2 separate regions of the Gossypium hirsutum genome follow, and region 2 is linked to region 1. Evidence: chromatin contacts called from public Hi-C data. All regions are on one chromosome and are shown on one strand. The core of a region is the stretch at or near the end of the contact, and the rest is flanking DNA. Distances in the headings are between cores, read along the strand shown.

Evidence for each region. Hi-C and Micro-C count contacts between places; a contact is called where the count stands out from the background.
Region 2: a contact with region 1 is called in a Hi-C map of leaf, with 3 times the contacts expected there. The contact joins two enhancer-like sites. A contact is called at or near these places in 3 of 34 Hi-C or Micro-C datasets (callus and leaf).

The regions. Positions count from the first base shown.
Region 1 is chrA08:20,658,866-20,661,744 of Gossypium_hirsutum_v2.1, forward strand. It overlaps the pseudogene LOC107945580. Among protein-coding and RNA genes, the nearest start is that of TRNAE-UUC, 22 kb to the left of the region's middle. Within about 2 kb of position 1,381, at least 9 of the 9 cell types and tissues checked have an H3K27ac peak or open chromatin away from gene starts, as enhancers often do. A contact at or near this core is called in leaf, where this site is marked.
Region 2 is chrA08:20,792,125-20,795,003 of Gossypium_hirsutum_v2.1, forward strand. No RefSeq gene overlaps it. Among protein-coding and RNA genes, the nearest start is that of LOC107921180, 89 kb to the right of the region's middle. Within about 2 kb of position 1,442, at least 1 of the 9 cell types and tissues checked has an H3K27ac peak or open chromatin away from gene starts, as enhancers often do. A contact at or near this core is called in leaf, where this site is marked.

The DNA.
Region 1 (2,879 bases), core at 131-2,630:
ATTATTTTCATGGTATTATTCTATCTATATGAAAAATAAATTAAAAAACTTAAAAGCAAGTTTATTAATTAAAAACTTGAAAATAATATGTTTAATAATTAAAAACATTAATTAAAAAAAAAGGTGATCGCAAGGAGGGGCAAAAAGTTGGTAGGGCTACGAAGAAAGTTCGGCTATGGGAAGAAAACCCTCTTGACCAGGATAATGTTATTATGGAAGTAGCTGGGATGGACAAAATGTTCTTTTGAGACAAAATCCTAAACCAATATGGGGAGAGCAAACTGTTGGGTGAGAGCCTTGAGAAGGATATTGAATTGATGAAGGGTGATGTTACTAATAATAATGGAGGAATTCCTTCAATTAATTTTTCTAATCAGGTGCATTAACTTATGGGCGATAGCATGTCAAAGACTGTGATCATTAAACTTTTAGGCCAGGACATTGGTTTCAACACCCTTTTTAGCAAGACTTTCATCTTGTGGAAACCAACTCAGACGTTTCAACTAATGGATCTTGAAAATGGCCAAATTTAGATCTATTGAAGATTATATAAAAGTTTTATTTGGGCACTGGGTGATTTTTTTTCAGTTTTTGATAGTACAACCATGGACTCTAAACTTTAGCACGATGCAAGAGTACCCCTTCAATATGGTTGCTAGGATTCGCTTACCGGATCTTCTTGGTGTGATGTATAAAAAAAAAAGTATTCGGCTCGCAATTGGGGAGGTGATTAAGAATGTTATTCGTATTGATTATAATACAGATAATGGGACGAGAGTTCAATTCGCTCACATGGCTGTCGATGTTGAATTGGGGCTCTCTTTGATTTCTAATATCCGAATTGATGGCCAACTTCAAAGGGTTGAATAAGAGTCCCTCCCTACTTATGCTTTCAATGTGGGCACTATGGTCATCTAAAGGAGAGATGTCTTGCGCTTGGTATGAGGAACAATGAGGTAGAATTTGTTGAAAGAAAGAAACTATTGGTGGTGAATATTAAAAATAGGGTGGAGGAGGAGAGTTACGGCTCTTGGATGGTGGTAAGCGTAGGACAAGAAAACTACCCCAAAATAGGTAACTCTTCAGGCGTCGAAAATCAAGGCACCAAATCCGGGAAATTTAATTTTGATGTGCTATCTACAATTTAGGAGGATGTTTCGGAAGATATTTTAGGAAAAAAATAGGAGTAAAACATGAAATTTTGTGTTTGGGCAAAACTTGCCTTCTATTGGGAAATCGAAAGAGATGTCAAAATCTGGGCTTAAAGCTATGAATAAGAAACAAACGGGCATTAGGTAAAGAGAAGTAAAGTACAGGGTTAGAGATGCATAAATTACATCTTAAAGGGCCTGGTGAGAGTAGTACATCAGTGGGCTTTGGGTTAAAAGTCCAAGGTGATATTTAGGGTCCAAAGGGTGCTACTGTGGTCTTTAATGGTCTGGACTCTAGGCTTGTTGGAGAAAGGGAAAGAGATTTTGAACCCAACCTTTTGCATCACCAAGCTAGACGAGATATTTATCTCTTGATCAATCTTGTCATTGTGTTGTTTCTGTAGAGGAAAACACTCACCCTAATATTATTGGGAATGAAGGGAAGGTTCCAGATGGAGCAAGTGAAGGATTCATGATGGATGCTACCATTTTTTCGTCCAAGGAAAATGAAAATATTATTAAATGGAGAGAAGCTAAAAGAGAAGTTCAAGGGGAAGGGGTTAAATTTCGATTGGGTCTCGTAAGGATATTCTAGTCAAGGATGCAATGAGTGGTATTGTGGAAGGAATTGATTCTAAACCGGATCATAAGGCGAATGAGGTAGGAAGTTCAAGTACTACTTATGAGGAGTCGGCGCTCGATGTTGACTCAATTTTAGTCAATTGAAGTATGGGTATCTTTTTACTTACATTTGGGATCTTTCCTATGAATTGTAAGTTCTCTATTTGGAATTGTCAAGGTACGGGTCATATTCGATTTCATCGTACTCTTGCTGAATATGTCTGAGATTTTAGTCCATCATTGGTAGCGTTGCTTGGACCTCGACTGAGTGGTCGGCAAGCAGATTGTGTGATTTTGAAAATTGGGTTTCCGTTTTCACACTGAATTGAAGCAAAAATTTTCGTTGGCAACATCTGGATTTTATGGAAGGACTCTATATCTGTTGAAGTTTTGTTCAACCATACACAATTTGTTCATCTAAAGATTTCATCTATAATTTTTTATTACTAGTTTATTGTGACAGTTTGCTATGGTAACCCAAACCTTACTAAATGAATGTTTTTGTGGAAGGGATTAACTTTTATTGCATATAGAACTCTACCAGTCGTCGCCGTCACAATCAAATTTAGACTCTCTGATTAGATGGGGCTAATTGGTGCTATGACGATAAAATCATTAAATCTATTGCCATTTCCTTTTTTTATAAGTTGTATTTTGTTGAAGGAGATGTTGAGAGGGGTTTTCCCAAAGATTGGGCAGTATGAATTTGATCTTTTGAAGTCCCCGGATACTAATGATGAGATTTGAAGGTCAATATGCCCCTTTGGAGGCACCTGGTGTTAATGGATCCCATACGCAATTCTATCAAACTTAATGGGGTGTTGTGGGTTCCTCGGTTTATTCCATGATTTGGGATTTTTTTAGGGAGGAGTATTGGATCTGTTTTTGGAATCAAACACTTATTGTCCTTATCCCAAAAATAGTCTATTTTGAGAATTTGTATCATTATCGCCCTATTATCCTTTGCACAATGCCTTATAAAATTTTGACTAAGGTGATTGTGAATAGATTGAATCCAATTATGTCAAATATTGTGGCCTCTAACCAAGTCAGCTTTGTGTTGGGTCGTTATATCACTGACAACATTATTATTGCGCAAAAAGTCAT
Region 2 (2,879 bases), core at 192-2,691, 130 kb after region 1:
AAGAAAAATAAAATAAACAAATAAATAAGTAAATAAAAATATAAAATATGACAAAATAAAAATGACACTAATAATGAAAACAACAATAATAATAATGATGATGATGATGATGATGGTAATAATAATAGTAATAATAATATGCTAAATAATAGTAATAAAAAATAATAGTAACAGTAATTATAAAAATGATAATAGTAATATAATAAGATGATGATAATAATAATAATAATAATAATATTGATAATAAATAATAATAGTAAAAGGAACAATAATAATAACAATAATATAAATAATAATATATATAAAATAATAATAATAATAATGATCATAATAATAATAAATAATAATAAGAAAATAGTAAAAATAACTAAAAAGGACTAAAGTGAACTTAAAATAGAAGTTCGGGGTGTATTCAAAATAAAAATAAAAAGGAAAGAACCAATTTGGACGCGCAAATAACAAAGGAGGACCAAAATGGGCAATACCCCTCCCTCCCAAAACGCACAGCACCAAGAGGGACCAAATTGAAGGTCAAAATAAATTATAGGGCAAAATTAAAAAATAAAAGAAACTTGATTGTAAAACAATAGAAAAGCGGAAGGGCTAAAAGCGCAAATAAACTATTTTCTCAAAAACAAGCGGATCCTAGCTCTGGGTCAGGTCAAGGCGCGGGTCGGCCAAAATGACACCATTTTGCACATGGTGTTTTAAATCAAAACGACATTGTTTTGATAAGCTTTATAAATCAATTTTTTTACAAAAAATTCATTCTACTCTTCTTCTAAAAAAAAACTTTCATAAAAACCTCTCAAAACACTCTCCCCCCCTCTCTCCAAGTCCAGCCGACTCTGACATCTCCACCGCCGTCAGCCAACATCTCCACCGCCAGAACCAAAAAAGTTAGCGTTTTTCGGGGATTTTAAGGGTAAGCCTCGTTTCCCTCTTTTTATTTTTATTCTATATATATATATACATAAATAAATAAAAAAAAGAAATAGATTTGAAACAAAAATAATAATAATAATAAAATAAAATAAAAAGATAGAATCACCTTTTATTTTTTCTGATTTGATTTTGTCTTTTTGTTTATTCTTTCTCTTTGATATTCGATCTTTGCTTTGTTTTTGAAAATCTTTTATTTCTTGTTTTGATTCTAGAAAAAAAAAACTAATTACATTCGGTTTTAATATGGCTCTTTATAGCCATATTTTCTTTACAACTTGCTCTTTAATTGATTGCTCTGTTCTTTTTGCAGATAAATGGGCGGTGAATGTGATAAGGGCGGTGCTGTAGACTGCGGATAGTCAGAAGACCTTACGTGCGGCGCACCTAAGGTTTGTTTATTTATTTTTTTTCTAATTTTGGGTATTAGGCTAACTGGGCTAGAATTAGGCATTGGGTTTTGGTTTTTAAGGTTTGGGCTGATATAATTGGGTTGTTTAGTTGGGCTTGGTTTGTTGGGGTAGTGGGCAAAATTTGGGCTGCACGGTTAGCATTATTACTGAACCTCAGTGCAAGTTTGTTGTTTGATTCAAAAACTGTGCCATGGTCTGTCGTATGAATTTCCTAGTTGTAATATACATAAACCATGAATCGATTACTCATATTGAGGCTTCCCTAGAACTGTACAAATGAATTAAATCAATTTCAAATTGTTTACATTATCACAAACAATTTTGATGCCTCTGTGGTCAGTGGATAAATAATTACAATGCAATATGAACTCAATCAAAATTCACATTCAATTTTTTTAAAAAAACGTCAATTTCAATTGCAATATGTCAAGATTATGGAATGAATAATTACTAAACTTTATAACTATAAAATAAAAAAAAAATAGATGAAACAAATTATTTAATTAACATTTTCGAATAAAAGGTTTTACATTTCTTTATATTACAAACCCTAAACCCCTTGTAAAAGATCTTGGGCCTTCACCTTTTTAACCTGCACTAATTTAGAATCTATGAAATATTTTGGTAAATTTTTAATGACAAAATTGTTCATCCAAGGAATTCACGGGGTTTCCCAAATGAGTTTGTAGAAATGATTACTCGTAACAATTTGGCAATTTACTTTGCACCTTCCCATGCAATACTAGTAAAAAGAAATATTTAATCAACATTTTGTACCAAGCATTCTCCTTATAATGCCTCGTTACAAATCGTCATAATCTATATAACATAAATAAATATTTCCTTTAAAATATTACATTTCAGTATTTGTAGTCTAACACTAGGATAACACATAAAAATAAATTTCTGCATCATCCGATTTACAAAAATTATGTCTGCAACAACACATGGGTTGTTAGGTTCATTCTACAATTAATTAACTGCCTCGCTTCTTCTTACTTTTGAGTCCTAACTCATAATGAAGTACAATAAGTCAGAACCATTATCACTAACATATATGTCATTAATTTGATAACTATTAACTACGCTTGCATGTAAATTAATCATCATAATACGTTCACATAAATGTTTAAAAAAATATTTAATTAACAACTCATACGTAATGTTAAAAAAAAAAAATCATGTCAAGTTACTTACAATGGTTTGATATTCCAAGCCTGAACACCACAAAAACATGGATAATTATTTAAAATAATCTAAATAATTTAATTTATAAATAACATTATTAAAATTATTTTAATATTGTGAATCAAATATCACAATACTAACATTCAAATTAAAACATTTATCACACTATAACATAACTATTAAATATATTATTTAAAATTTCATAAATAGTAATAATATAAATTATACTAATATAAATATTTAAAACATTATGTTAACTCATAATATTTCTATTTTTACCTTACTAACAAGTCATTCCAGAATTCAAACTAATCAAAATGTTTTATTAATTTTTTA